2 separate regions of the Oryctolagus cuniculus genome follow, and region 2 is linked to region 1. A link is a contact called in public Micro-C data. All regions are on one chromosome and are shown on one strand. Each heading gives the region's core, a stretch centred on a gene start, on an enhancer-like site or on the middle of the called end of the contact. The rest is flanking DNA. Distances are from core to core; before and after follow the strand shown. Region 1 overlaps CRY1 (cryptochrome circadian regulator 1). Region 2 holds the start of CRY1 (cryptochrome circadian regulator 1).

What was found. Hi-C and Micro-C count contacts between places; a contact is called where the count stands out from the background.
Region 2: a Micro-C map of ear pinna shows a contact between it and region 1, with 1.9 times the contacts expected there. The contact joins the promoter of CRY1 here to the enhancer-like site in region 1. A contact is called at or near these places in 2 of 6 Hi-C or Micro-C datasets (ear pinna and skin fibroblasts).

Annotation. Positions count from the first base shown.
Region 1 is chr11:109,599,005-109,606,355 of mOryCun1.1, forward strand. The region is part of intron 1 of CRY1 (cryptochrome circadian regulator 1); the gene reads right to left. Among named protein-coding and RNA genes, the nearest start is that of CRY1, 43 kb to the right of the region's middle. Within about 2 kb of position 5,452, at least 6 of the 8 cell types and tissues checked have an H3K27ac peak or open chromatin away from gene starts, as enhancers often do. A contact at or near this core is called in ear pinna, where this site is marked.
Region 2 is chr11:109,639,232-109,646,989 of mOryCun1.1, forward strand. It overlaps CRY1 (cryptochrome circadian regulator 1), which reads right to left and starts at 6,056. Exons shown (of 13, transcript XM_002711421.5): 1 at 5,232-6,056. The coding sequence starts at 5,389.

The sequences.
Region 1 (7,351 bases), core at 4,202-6,701:
ATTTCTCAGATTATTTTGTCCTCTTTTCCCATTCAAATCCCATCATTTCACAAAAAAAGTTCCGTTGATTTTTTCACAACTGCAGTTATTAGTGACATAAGCAATACTATTTAAGTTTGATATGCTTCCCCCTTTAGGGGTCACCATCTCTACAGCTTAGAGTGTTAACATTTCTGTACTCATGAGGATGTTAGATATCCTGCCATTTTACCTTAGGATGTTTCACATAAAACAAACCTTCCTATTCTCACCTTTATATTTCATCACATTCTTTTTGTCTTGATTTGGAGTCACCTTCTTAACACACAATCCCCTACCCCAACCCATCACTACCAATGTACAAATACTTTGGAGAAGAAAACAGTTGTTAGACATATAACAACATAAAAGCATCTGGGTTTTGGGAAGCATCGAATTTTATGTATCTGCCTGTCAAGAAGAGTCCTCCACTCCCTGTATTTTTTTTTTTTTTTTTTTGACAGGCAGAGTGGACAGTGAGAGAGATAGAGAGAGAAAGGTCTTCCTTTGCCGTTGGTTCACCCTCCAATGGCTGCCGCTGCAGCCGGCGCACCGCGCTGATCCAATGGCAGGAGCCAGGAGCCAGGTGCTTTTCCTGGTCTCCCATGGGGTGCAGGGCCCAAGCACCTGGGCCATCCTCCACTGCACTCCCTGGCCACAGCAGAGAGCTGGCCTGGAAGAGGGGCAACCAGGACAGAATCCGGCGCCCCGACCGGGACTAGAACCCGGTGTGCCGGCGCCGCAAGGTGGAGGATTAGCCTATTGAGCCACGGCGCCGGCCCACTCCCTGTATTTTTTATGAACAGTTTCTATATAGAACAAAGATAAGAGTTTTTAGGGATTAGCATTGTGGCACAGAGGGTTAAGCTACTGCTTAGAATGCAGGTGTCCCATACTGGAGTGCCAATTTGAGTCCCTGCTGCTCCACTTATAATCTAGCTTCCTGTTAATTTGTCTGGGAAGGCAGTGGAAGATGGCCGAAGTACCTGAGTCCCTACCACCTATGTAGGAGACCTGGTTGAGTTCCTGACTCCTAACCTGGCCTAAACTTGGCTCTTGCAGGCATCAAGAGTAAATCAGAGAAGGGAGGATCTCTCTGCCTCTACCCCTCTGTTACTCTTTTGAATAAATATTTTTAAAAATATTTTTAAAGTTATTATAATCAAAAATAAGAAGTTAAATGAACTCTACCAATTTTAAGTGTCCTTAAATTGAAATAGGACAAAACTAAAATGGCCTGAAGGGATAACTCAAGGCAAAGAATCTCCAAAATCTCTGTTGTACCATTAATTTCAGCATCTTCTCAACCAAAGCTAGTAATAACTAGCAAGATTTCTTAATATTCAACCTTTCTGTGGAAATGTTTTCATATGGTATAAGAGATTGGAAAAGAAAAAAAATGAATTCATAAATTGGGGCTGGCGCTGTGATGTAGCGGGTTAATGCCCTGGGCCTGAAATTCCGGCATCCCATATGGGCTGCTCCTCTTCTGATCCAGCTCTCTGCTGTGACCTGGGAAAGCAGTAGAAGATGGCCTTAGTCCTTGGGCCCCTGCACCCGCGTGGGATACCCAGAAGAGGCTCCTTGCTTCAGATAGCTGCAGCTCTGGCTGTTGCGGCCAATTGGAGAATCAACCATCGGATGGAAGACCTCTCTCTCTCCCTCTGTGTGTGTGTAACTCTGACTTTCAAATAAATAAGTAAATCTTTAAAAAAAAGAATTAATAAAATAAACAATTAAGTCTCAATAATTTACCCTTTATTTTTCTTTAGTTCACAGGCTGAATAAGCATTTTAAATGCTTTTCAATAAACACTCAATGAAACAAAAGCAAGTTTTAGAATGATATGGACTAAGTAATATGTTACAATGGAAAAAGTTTTGCACTCTAAGACTTAATTTTTGTTTTGGCACTTCAGGAAACAAAGCAATAGAAACTGTTTTAAGTACGGTGTTTTTCTTCCATACTGTGATATTTTCTTCCACAGATACTAAAATTTACACCTGTGATTACACATAAAAGTTACAAAGATACAGTACAAATATAAGCACTTGAAATAATATGGGTACTTTTAACTCAAACATTTTAAGTAGAAAAGATCTGTGAAGAAACAAAAAAAGTGAAGGATGGTGTAAACACACTCTGATGCTGTCCTCTGTTACAAGCTTTTGTAGTATGACCTTTAAAATTATATACATATTTGGTGGGTAAAACAAGATTTACATTGCACATATCTATTTATGTTTAGATGTGCTTAAGGAAAATACCTGGAAAGATACTTTCTAAGCTATTAATAATATCTATCTTTGGGGAGTAGAAACTTATAATAGTGTAGGAAGGAGAGAAACATACACTTTTTTTTATTTATTTGACACATAGAGTTAGACAGTAAGAGAGACAGAGAAAGGTCTTCCTTCTGTTGGTTCACTCCCCAAGTGGCTGCTGCAGCTGGTGCTGCGCTGATCCGAAGTCAGGAGCCAGGTGCTTCTTCCTGGTCTCCCATGCGGGTGCAAGGGCCCAAGCACTTGGGCCATCCTCTACTGCCTTCCCGGGCCACAGCAGAGAGCTAGACTGGAAGAGGAGCAGCCAGGACTAGAACCTGGCACCCATATGGGATGTCAGCGCTGCAGGCGGAGGATTAACCAAGTGAGCCATGGCGCCGGCCCCCGAGATACACACTTTCATTTTTAATTCGTAAAAGTTTAAAATTGATAATCAGCATGTATTCATTAAAAGCAGAAAAAATAATATATTCTCTATTTACTGTAAGCCTGGCTTCATATATGGCAAACATATTTCCAAAGCAATAGGCATACTTTTATGGCATCAGTTTTCATAACTTCAAAATATTCCATTGTATAGATGTTCCTAACTCAATAAGCCTAGTGACAGATTGCTAAACTTCAACCAATACCGAAAGCTGTATCTAATTTCCTCATCTGTAAAATTGGTATTGTAATAGGACCTACTGAATATTACGGTGAGAATTAAATAAATTAGTATCTATGAAGCTCTTAGAACTCAACCTGACCACAGTGAGCACTATTACATAAGTGTTTCTCTAACATTCTTTACTCCCCTTCTTCCCAGCCACTTCTATTCTTGTTATAGTAATTCTAGTTCTTATCTCTTGCTTGTTTTATTTACTGCAGTATCTTAAAGTAGATCTGCCCACCACTAATCTCTCAGCATTCTAATCCATTTTATACACAATATTAAATCTTCATGACTCATGTTTTCCTGTACAAAGGTCTTCAAAGACCCACTCCCTATACAATAAAGAGTAATTACTCTGCTTGGCCACTGACCTAGGGTTCCAGGTTCATTTCCTCCCCCACTCCCCTTGCCCTCCTACCAAACCAAACTATCTTCTCCACACAATCTCCTGGTTGCTCCTGCTTCCCTTGGCCTGCAATCTTGTTTCTAATTTCCATTTCTTCAGGGGGAATTTTCCTTTTCTCATCTTTTTCAAGTTCATATTCTACTAACCTTCAGTCTTCCAGCTGAAAGTAATTTCTTTGGGGGCCTGAGTCGTAGTATAGTGAGTTAAGCCATCGGTCGCAATTCCAGACAAACCATATTGGAGCACCAGTTTAAATCCGGGCTGCTCTGCTTTCAACCCAGCTCCCTGGTAATATACCTAAGAAGGCAGTGGACTATGGTCCAAATTCTTGGGCCCCTGTCACTCATGTGGGAGACCAGGATGGAATTCCAGGCTCCTGTCTTCAGCTAGAGCTAGGCCCAGGCCCAGGCCCAGGAATTGCAGCCATCTGGGGAGTGAACCAACAGATGGAAGATTTCTTCCTTTCTTTCTCTCTCTGTCCTTCTCTGCCTTTGAAATAATCTTTTCTTAAAAGAAATTTCTCTGTCCTCTGCACTGTCAAAGAACTTAATGTATACCTCATCTTAGAGAAATGTTCATATCATACCACATAAGACAGCTACCATGTATATGTAATATATAGTTAGTCCATGGTATTCACAAGTTCCAAGTTCATGGATTCAACTAGCCACAGCTGAAAAATTATTTGGGAAAAAAAAAAAACTGCAACTAAGGAAGGGAGTTCGGCCTAGCAGTTAAGAAGCTGCTTGGGAACATCTGTATTCCATACGCAAACACCTAGGTTCAAGTCCTGGCTCTGCTCCTGATATCAGCTCTCAGCTAATGTACACACTGGAAGGCAGCATGCTATATGGTACAAGTAATTGAGTCTCACCTATGTGGGAGATCTGGATTGAATTCCTGGCCCCCAGCTTCAGCCTAGATCAGCCCCTGACTGTGGTAGGCTTTGGGGGATTTCTCCTTTCCCTCTCTCTAAAATAAATATTTAAAAAAATGTTTAAAAAGGTGTCTGTAACTAGCATCACATTACATAGCATCATACTGTAATAGACGTTTAAAGTAATTTAGAGATAATTTAATGTTACATGCAATTATAGGTCCTTGAGCACTTGCACATTTTGGTATCTACAGGGATAGAAGGACACCAAGAGATGACTCTGCGTGTGTGTCTGTATGTGTGTGTGTATGTGTGTTTGTGTGTGTATGTGTGTATGAAGCCCTTCCAATGGATTTCAAATTATGTGTCTCATTCCTAATTACAGTTTCCTTAACCTTTGTTTTGTTTTCTGTATTTGGCAAACAAATTTCATCATATGCCCTCTACAATTTGTTGAAATGATTAGAAATAGGATAAAATAACCTAGTAGGATTGTCTTGTGGAGAGAATTAGAAACAGTATAAATTCACATAGTAGAATCCCTAGCATTTGGAAGATATTCATTAAACATATTATTACTTTCCCTTGATAATAATTTTTATTTTTGAACAAACTCCACACGCATGTATTTCCATAAATACCTAGGCATGACAGTAGAAAACATGAATTCGTTGGGTACATGCACATCCACACAAAAGCACTTTGAACTGCTAACTTCATCTGAAAGTGACTTTAAATCAAGTTTGAAAGATAAGTTTCCCAATGACAAGGTCAATGTGGATGAATATATTCATCAACAAAGCATAGTACAATTAAGACTCTGAATCGGGGCCAGTGCTGTGGCGCCAGCAACTCGAATGGGCACTGGTTCGCCTCCTGGCTGCTCCATTTCCAATCCACCTCCTCTACTATGGTCTGGGAAAGCAGTGGAAAATGACACAAGTGCTTGGGCCCCTGCACCTACATGGGAGACCCAGAGGAAGCTCTGGGCTCCTGGCTTTGGATTGGTCCAGCTATGGCCATTGCAGCCATTTGGGGAGTGAACCAGTGGATGGAAGACCTTTCTCTCTGCCTGTCCCCTCTCTGTCTGTAACTCTACCTCACAAAAGAGACTCTGAGACAACTAATATCTGAGCATATAATTCTTCCATAATACAACCATTTAAAAAATCTCCAACAGCATAGATTTGAAGTTCCAACTTGGGGCCGGCACTGTGGCGCAGTGCGTTAAAGCCTTGGCCTGAAATTCCAGCATCCCATATGGGCGCTGGTTCAAGTCCCGGCTGCTCCTCTTCCCATCCAGCTCTCTGCTATGGCCTGGGAAAGCAGTAGAAGATAGCCCAAGTCCCAGGGACCCTGCACCCATGTGGGAGACCTGGAAGAAGCTCCTGGCTTCTGGCTTCGGATCGGCTCAGCTCCAGCAGTTGTGGCCATCTGGGGAGTGAACCAGTGGATGGAAGACATCTCTCTCTCTCTCTCTCTGCCTCTACCTCTCTCTGTAACTTGGTCTTTTAAATAAATGAAACAGTAAAAATAAGTAAATAAATAAAGTACCTATTTTATGAGAGTCCTCTAATAAATTAAAATGATCCAACTTTGAAAATAATTAAGAAATTAGGGGACAATGTTTTGGTAGTTCTTCACTTTAAATTTTTAAAGGATTTTTTTCTCTCCAGAGATCACTACCTATTGCTATTATATAAAAAATTATATTCATTTAACTTCCTTATACCAGTTCCAAAGATGATTTCAACATGAATCAACAGTAATAGTTTCTTAAAGTAGGTCATTGCTATAGCAACCAATGGGCGGTTTAGTATACTCCCGTCAGAATGACCTACTTTCCAGCCTGTGCTGGAACAGCTTTATATAACTAGAATTTCTAGTTCTGTCTATATGAAATAGTCTAAAAAAGGCAATGGGAAGTTACAAATAATCCTTTTGCTGCTGAAAACAAGGCATTATGAATTAATATGTATCATACAAGAATAAAGAAGCCATCTGGCTCTGTATTTCAGTTTCTAAAATATATCCTATCATTTGCTCAGCAATGAAAACAAACTACTCTTAGAATATCTTAACCAAAACATTCATTGCAGACCCTAGAGAATGGATTTAAAGAACAAACTAAAATCATGAAAACCACATGCAGTCTATCTCCTATCCTCCAAATGAAATGAGTAAAATTTAGAAAAAATTTGAATCCTACCTATCATAGAGAAAAAATGGAGATTTTTCAATCATTAATCAAAGTCTATGATGTTTTATAGAGATTTCAAAATTCTAAATTTAAAATTCTGTGTCTCTATAAGCTGAGTCAAGTTTAAATATGCTTGCTTTTTTCTGGTTTGTTACAATTTTTAGTGTTTTCATCTAACTTATTATTCAAATTATTGAGATATTTGTGATATACATTTTTATGGAGAATAGTTTAATGTTCAATAAAGATGAAACACATATTTTAAAAGCAAATTTTGTGGCTGGTGCCACGGCTCACTAGGCTAATCCTCTGCCTTGCGGCGCCGGCACACCGGGTTCTAGTCCTGGTCGGGGCGCCGGATTCTTTCCCGGTTGCCCCTCTTCCAGGGCCAGCTCTCTGCTGTGGCCTGGGAGTGCAGTGGAGGATGGCCCAAGTGCTTGGGCCCTGCACCCCATGGGAGAACAGGAGAAGCATCTGGCTCCTGGCTCCTGCCTTCGGATAGGCGCGGTGCGCCGGCTACAGCACGCCGGCTGTGGCGGCCATTGGAGGGTGAACCAACGGCAAAAGGAAGACCTTTCTCTGTCTCTCTCTCACTGTCCACTCTGCCTGTTAAAAAAAAAAAAAAAAAAAAAAAAAAAAAAAAAAAAAAAAAAGCAAATTTTTGCATCTGCCAGACTCTAAAAGCCATAAATCTATCTCATGACACAATGTTGTTTTATAACATTTATTTTGCAATGTCCTCTTTAAAACCCTGAAATAAAATTCATAAATAACATATCCACATATATCACTTTAAAGCATTACTTTTTTTCTATTACATATAGAGGAAATTAAAGGTCATTTATATTTTTAAAAAAGTAACATCTACTTCTATTACTAAGCATCTGGACATTACATTAGAAAACAATGAACC
Region 2 (7,758 bases), core at 4,806-7,305, 41 kb after region 1:
AATAGCCTTTTCCCTGTTTCAAGCCCATACTGTTTTACCTGAACTGTAGATAAAACCTCCAAATCAGTATCTTGTCTGTCTCTTCTATCATTTCTCAGCTGCCAAAGTTTTATTTCCCCAAACAGGGCCCAAAGCTTTTCTAAATTGTTCCCACTTTCTGATCTGAATTCTTATATAACAGACAACTGTTTTTTAGAGTATACACCTACTTCCTACTCACTCTACTTGAATTACTACACTCCAAGCTGACTCCACCAGTGAGATACACAATTCCAGCTAAGACAATCAGAGGCTCACAAAGATTTGTTCATAAAATGGTCCTAGAGGTACCAGAAATGTCATGAAACTTGCTGGGACTTCTGGGACAGGTGCATAAGCTTTTTACCGCTATAACTGTTACTGTCACTGTTATATTTTACCACCAGAGGACAGCCTGTTTTGGAAGCAATGAAAAAATAAAGTTCAGAGATGCAAAGAAAGAAAGGACAGGTTTCAGCCTTGCAGTTAGGATGCTGCATAAGATGCTGGCGCTCCACATCAGAATACCTGAATTTGTTACCCAGTTCTGGCTCCTAACTCCGGCTTCGTGCTAATGCAGACCATGGGGTGTGGCTGTGAAGGCTCAAGTAACTGAGTTCCTGCCACCCATGTGAGAGACTTGGATTGAGCTCCTGGTTCCCAGTTTCCACCTGGCCCAGCCCCAGTCATTGGGAGCACTGGGAGAGTAAATCAGCAGATGGGAACACTCTCTTAGATTGTGTCTGTCTCTCTCAATCTCTCTCAAATAAATTAAAAAATTAAAGTACAACAATAACTAACCTTAGGGGGAGAATAAAAGGAATTTGATGCTGCTGTCATCTTCTGAGCCCTAGCATCAACGAATGGCTGAAACTAGTTTCCCTTGGATTGTTCAATTACATCTGCCAATAAACTCTCCTTTTATGAAAACCTGTTTTACTCAGGCAACCAACTAGCAACCAAAAGAGAGCTAAACAACACTTCCTATCTTTTCATTCATTATACAAAAGAGTCATACCAGCCTCCTCACCAGAATACCGTGCCCTTCCTTATGCTGTTTCTGCAATTCGGAATGTTTTTCCCTCTGCCTGAATTTCCCTTCCCTCCATTCTTTGCTTATTAAGATCCTCATACTTCAAGGCTCACCTCAAATGCCTCGATGAAGGTCAAGGGGGACAATGATCTGTGAACTAGTAAAATAATCTAGGCAAGAGTGAGTGTTTGGCATAGCAGATGGGACCCACTTGGAACGCCCACATTCCATGTTATGGAGGCTGAGACCTAAAAGGTCCCAGCTCTGCTTCCAATTTCAGTTTCTTGCTAGCACACAACCAGGGAGGTTAGCAAGTGATGGCTCCAGCACTCGTGTCCTTGTCATCCACCTGGACCTATACTGAATCCCCAGCTTCATTACAGGCATTCAGGGAGTGAACCAGCAGATGGAAGTTCTCTATTTCTGCCTCTCAAACAAGTAGTTTAAAAAAGAAGTTTGGCTAAAAATGAACTGAGAAACACAAGTATAGTCTCAAGAGGGGGAAGACAGGCTAGGTTTTGTTCCTTTGTTATGAGTTTTTATTTGTTTACAAAGCTTGACTTTAAGCTTGTTTAAATGTTGACTAGAGACTAAAAAGATGATGAGTTGAAAAAAAATGTGAGTATAATAAAAAACAGGCAAAGTTTCTCTGAAATGGAGCACACAAAAGGAGTGGTTTTGAACTGAGGCAGCAACATCTCTTCCACTGTAATGGAAAACTAATAGGGTGTTTTCCTCTAGAATTGAGGGCACATATTGTAAACAGTAGATGAGATACATAGGCCAAAAGGTAGATCTTGAATGCCAAGCTAAACAATTTGAGCATTACTAGAACAGCCAATAAGGAAATTAATAAAAGTCACTTAAACATAAAATTATTAACTCCACGGGGCTGGCCCCGTGGCATAGTAGGTTAATCCTCCTCCTGCGGCGCTGGCATTCCATATGGGCACCCGTTCATGTTCCAGCTACTCCTCTTCCAATCCAGCTCTCTGCTATGGCCTGGGAAAGCAGTGGAAGATGGCCCCAGTCCCTGGGCCCCTGCACCCACACGGGAGACCCGGAAGAAGCTGCTGGCTCCTGATCGGCTCAGCTCCGACCATTGTGGCCACTTGGGGAGTGAACCAATGGAAGGAGACCTTTCTCTCTGTCTCTCCCTCTCACTGTCTATAACTCTACCTCTCAAATAAATCTTTTAAAAAAAATTAACTCTAGGACACCATTTCATTTAATAAATAGTAATTGAGCTACTATTATAGAAAAAAAAAGTCACTGAATTTGATACTATGAATCTTTTTTAAGATTTATTTTATTTCTTTGAAAGGCAGTTACAGAGAGGGAAAGAGAGAGAAGAGAAAGAGAGAAAATTTCTATCCAACTGCTGGTTCACTCGCCAAATTGCCACAATGTTATTAGCCCCTGGTCCCAATTTCAATTTCCTGCCAGTGCAGACCCTGGGAGGCAGCAGATGATGACCCAAATATTTGGTCCCTGCCACCCACATAAGAGACCAATTAGGTTTCTGACTTCTGCCTGGCCCAGCTAGAATTGATGTTTGAGAAGTGAACCAGTGGATGGAGTTGTGTTTGTCCCTGGGCCTTTCAAATTGAAGAAAAAAACCAAAACATTGAATTTAGCATTCTGAGATCATTCATAATATTGTTTACAGTGGTATCAGAGGAAATAAACTCACTCAAGACTCACAATACTGGGCAAGCATTGTGGTACAGAGGGTTAAGCCACCACCTGAGATGCCTGATCCCATAAAGAAACATGGGTTCAAGCCCTGGGTGCTCTACTTTCCATCCAGTATCTTGCCAATGTGCCTGGGAAAGCAGCAGAAGACAGCCCAAGTGCTTGGGCCCCTGCACCCATGTGGGAGACCTGGATGAAGCTCCTGGCTTTGGGCTGGCCCAGCCCTGGCTGTTGAGGCCATTTGGGGAATGAACCAATGGATAGAAGTGCTCTCTCTCTCTCTATAAATCTGCCTTTCAAACAAATAAATAAATAAATCTAGAAGAAAGGAAGAAATTGGGACCAGAGCCAAGACCTAAACCTAGTGATTCCAGTATGCGATGCGGGTGTCAAAACCCACTAAGCAAAACACCGCCCCTAAATCCAACTTTTAATTTTCAGTCCTCATCTTAACCTATCAACAGTACTTTGATGTAGGCAAAACATTCTCTCCTCTTTAAAACACTTTGTTTACTTGGCTTCTAGGTTTTCTTCTTACTTTTCTAGCGGCTTCTTCAGTCTCTATACTACACAATTTCTATTCATCACAAGCACTTAAGACTCAATGCTTAGATCATCTCTCTTTCCATTCCACACTCTTTCTTCATACTCTTACACAGTCTCTTGGCTCCCCTAGAACGTAGCTTCAATAGGGTAGAACTCTGCAGCTATTTTGTTTCTGCTGAGTCTCCCACACCTGAAATCCTATCTGGCATGTAGATGTTTGACAAATATTTGTTCAATAAATGGACAGGTTAATAGATATGCATCTATAAACTGATGACTCTCCAATTTATATTTCCTGCCTGGATTTATGTCCTGAATCCAGATACATCCATCTGCCTATTTTCTTCACTTGGATGTCTAAAAAGCATCTCAAAGTCCAAAAGAGAACTCCAAGCACAATCCCAAAGCCTTCCCCAATCAACTTTATTTTCTTAGCAAAGAGCAGCTCCATCCTTCTTAATATTTCAAATGAAAATTTTTGAAATCATCCTTAACTCCTTTTCATCCTCTCACAACACATACCTAAGCTGCCAACAAATACTGTTTATTCTGCCTTTAGAATGCACACAGCATCTGACTACTTCTCACCATTTCTGCTGTCATCTAGCCGTTATCATCTCTGACCTTGATGAATGCAACAGCCTCCTAACTGCTGCTCCTAATTCTGTCTATCTCCACCCTGTCAATTCAGTTTGTTCTCAGGACCACAATCAACAAATTTTTCTCAAGCTGAAGTCAGGTCATGTCACTTCTATTTATAAACCTGAAATTATTCTATGCGCACTTTGCTGAGTAAAAGCTCAAATCCTGTAACTGCTTATAAAGCTCTATTCAATCTGGCTCTATTACAACTCTGATCTCATCGCTACTACTTTTCCCTCAGTGTGCTCCATTCATACTGGCTTCCTCCGCTATGCCTTCCAAAGGTCAAGCACATTTCCACTTTAGGACTTTTTCTCCTATTGTTCCCTAACCTGGAAAGCTCTTCCCTGAGATACTTGCATCCCACCAATCCCTTCCTGTCTGCTCAACTGTCACTTTCCCCGTGATTGCCCCCTGAGTAGTATATTTAAAATCGCATTCATTTTCACTTCTCTCTGCTCTGTTTTTCTCCACAAACCTGTTCATCGCCTAAAATACTGCACATTTTACTTTCTGAGACATAATCTTGAAGAGTGCAAGACTTTATGTCCGTTTCATTTACGGCTATAAGCCTGGCATTTAAATCAGTGTCTGGCATGCAGAAAGCGATCAAGTCTGTCTCCCGAACTAAAGCTTTCATTCTCACCGAGGGGCCTAACGATCATCTAGTCCGGTACATCAGGGAAAGATCATAAAGCGGCTCCAGGATTTCTTCCAGAGCACGGATCCCTAGAAGGATTGTACTTTGCCTAGAAAGAAAAACTGTACTTTGTCCAGTCGACCACAAGGAGGAGTTGAGAGGAAGAGTGGAGCTAAGAAGAACCAGACATTGTTTCCCTTGCTTTTCCAGCAGTAACCTCAAGGTGGAAGAAAACTGGATTCGGAGCCGACTATACGGAATGAATGATTTTTCTCCATACTACGAGTGACCTAGGCACACATACACGTAACCATTAAACACCATACATAATCCTTTCGAACGCCACAAAAAGGCTAAGAGAATCCATCCACAGGCTACTAAGGCCCGGGAGGGTATTTCTTTAACTCCTCTCCATAAAGCCAGGCGAAGAGTTCCCAAGAGTGCTGAGCGAGAAGTTGGCAACGAGGGCCAAGGTGTTCCAGGTCATCGGGACCCTCCGTCCGGAGGGCTATCAGGTGGATCCTATGGAACACCGGACGCACCCTACCACTTTCAATCGGCCCAAGCAACGCGGTCGCACGTCTCCATTCTCCGATTCTGCCAATCGCACGTAACTCCGGAACACCGGAATCCATTTCCCACGGGCCGCCGACTCACCTCCACCTGTTGATGCCCACGTTGGAGGAGCCGGCGAACCAGGGGTCGAGGATGTAGACGCAGCGGATGGTGTCGGCGCCCTGAATGCATTCCTTCAGGGCGGGGTTGTCGTGGAGCCGAAGCCCCTTGCGAAACCAGTGCACGGCGTTCACCCCCATAGCCGGGGGCGGGGTGGGGGCGCGGGTCGTCGCCGACTTCCTCCAGCCAGAAACTCAAGGAAGGAGGGGCCGGCTCATAACCGACACCTTCGCTTCCAGGAGAATCGCCGCGCCCGAGGGGTGAGGAACGGGCGGCCGACCGGGCACGGGGGAAACTGAGTCCGAGGAGGGGGCTCGAGGGGGCGCGGGCGCCGGACGCGCAGCTGGACGATGAATGGAGGCTGCCCGGTCGGCAGAGTCCGGCTGTGACGCCCTTCAGGCGCCGCCGCTCGCTGCAAGCGCCCGCAGGAGACGCATAACTTCCAGGGCCTCGGACCCTCGGAGCGTGAGTAAATTCCAGAAGCTCGAGCCGCCTCGACGGCCCGAGCCGGCCCCGACAGCCCCAGGAGGTTCGTCACGGAAACCTCGCCCCACCGAGGCGGCCGCTGTGGCGAAAACGACCCGCCTGAGGTGAGTCACCGAGAGGAACGAGAGGGGATTCAGCCCCTGTCGGCGACGCTGTCTCTCGGGCCGAGAGAGAGGATGGAGAGCGAGAGACCGGACCGAAAACGGAGGACGAAGGCGGTGGTCGAGGCCGCTGGACGGCTGCCGGCCGGTCACCGGTCCCGAGGCTGCCCGGGTGACTCCGCCACCGCCGCGCCGCGTCAGCGGCCTCGGCCCCGCCCCCGGCCCCTCATTGGAGGGCGCGCTCCCCACGTGACCACCGGCACCTCACGTTTCTGAAGTGTGTTTACTACACTAGGTCTGGCTGGGGAATCTGCTCGCACTTCAGACGCTTCCGGAGCGGCAGCAGCCCCCAGACCCCAGAATTGCCGGTCCTCGGCCAGACAGGGGGCTCCCTGCTTCTCTACCCCTTCCCTAGGCCGACTGGTTGCTGTCCGCTGGAGGCACCCAAGGCGGCCACAGGCCCCATGTGACGGGAGGCTTGGCCCCGCCCCCGGGGGCCGGGAGCGGCCGCCATTGGCTGGGGCTTGCTGAGACCCGGATGAGCACGGGGCTGCGGGGAGCTCGCGGGCGCGCGCTCTCCTCTGGCAGGCGCGCGTGCGCTCTCCCTGCGTTCCAGAGGAGAGGAGGGCGGGGCCGAGGAACCGGAGCGCGCCCGGTTGTTCCTCGTGTGGGATGGGGGGGAGGGGGGTCGACCGTGTCCTCGGAGAGTTAACTGTGGATCCCAGAGGGGAGCTGGGGGTGGGGGGATGGAGGCGGAGGTACTGGGTGTTGGAGGGTGACTGTGTTCAGCTCCAGGTGGGTTTCAAGCACAAAACCGTGTGCCTCATCCAGGTTTAGCCGGAGAGCCTTGCTAGGTGTGTGTGGAGCTGGCGCCCCCGCCATTTTTGTGCCCTTTTGCGCGGCGCACTTGCACGTGGCCCTGGCGAAGAGGGGCCCCCGGCAGAGCGAGGCATCCCCGAGCCTCACGGAATTCAACAGCGTATCAATCCTGATCTCTTACACTCAGTGTGGTTTCCAGGGCTTCGCGATTGGGACCTTCGTGCACTTGAACCGGACCGTGCCTTATGATGCGCTTACATTCACTCAACAGTTAGTTATTGAACAAAGCACTGGAGATGAAGTAGACAAAAATCGCAGCCCTCCTGGGGTTTTCCGTTTGGCTCTTAACCTATTCATGTGCTAGTTTTCCCTCTAAAATGCTGTTCTTTGGAATCGCTATTCCCTGCAGCCACCTTCCCGCTGCCTAATGTATTTCTACACATCGCTTTACAGTCAGGCTCTGATGAAATGCTGCCTAATTTGTGAAAACAATCCATCTGCTAGAGCAGATTTTAGACCTCCCTGAGCTCTCCAAGCATGCATGTGATACATCAGCCCATCATTGTGAAGATTAAATGTTATCATACAATGTCTCTGATTCCTTCCCAAGGCCAGAGTCTCTATCTAGTTTATATTTTACATCACCAGTAGCCAGTACGGAGCCTGATATACATCATTCAAATGTTTATTGAATAAGTGAATGAGTGAATCCTGTAGCCACCAATGCATCTGTCATGGCAAAGTTAAAGAAAGGAAAGCCCAGTGGGCATTTGACATAGTGGTTAAGACCCTGGTTGGGTCCAATATCAGGCTGGGCTTAAGTCCTGGCTCCACTTACAACCCAGTTTCCTGCTAATGTGCGTCTGGGGAGGCAGCAAGTGATGGCTCAAGTTCATGGATCACTGCCATCCTTGTCAGAGACCTGATAGCTTCCCAGGTTCCTGGTCTTGGCCTGCGTGAGCCCTGGCTGTTGTGGGCATTTGGAAAGTGAAGGAGTAGATGAAAGATCTTTGTCTATATCTCTCTGCCTTTCAAATAAAATTTTAAAAATTACAAAGAATGGGGGCAGGTGTTGTGATGCAGCAGGTTAGGCCTGTGCTTGG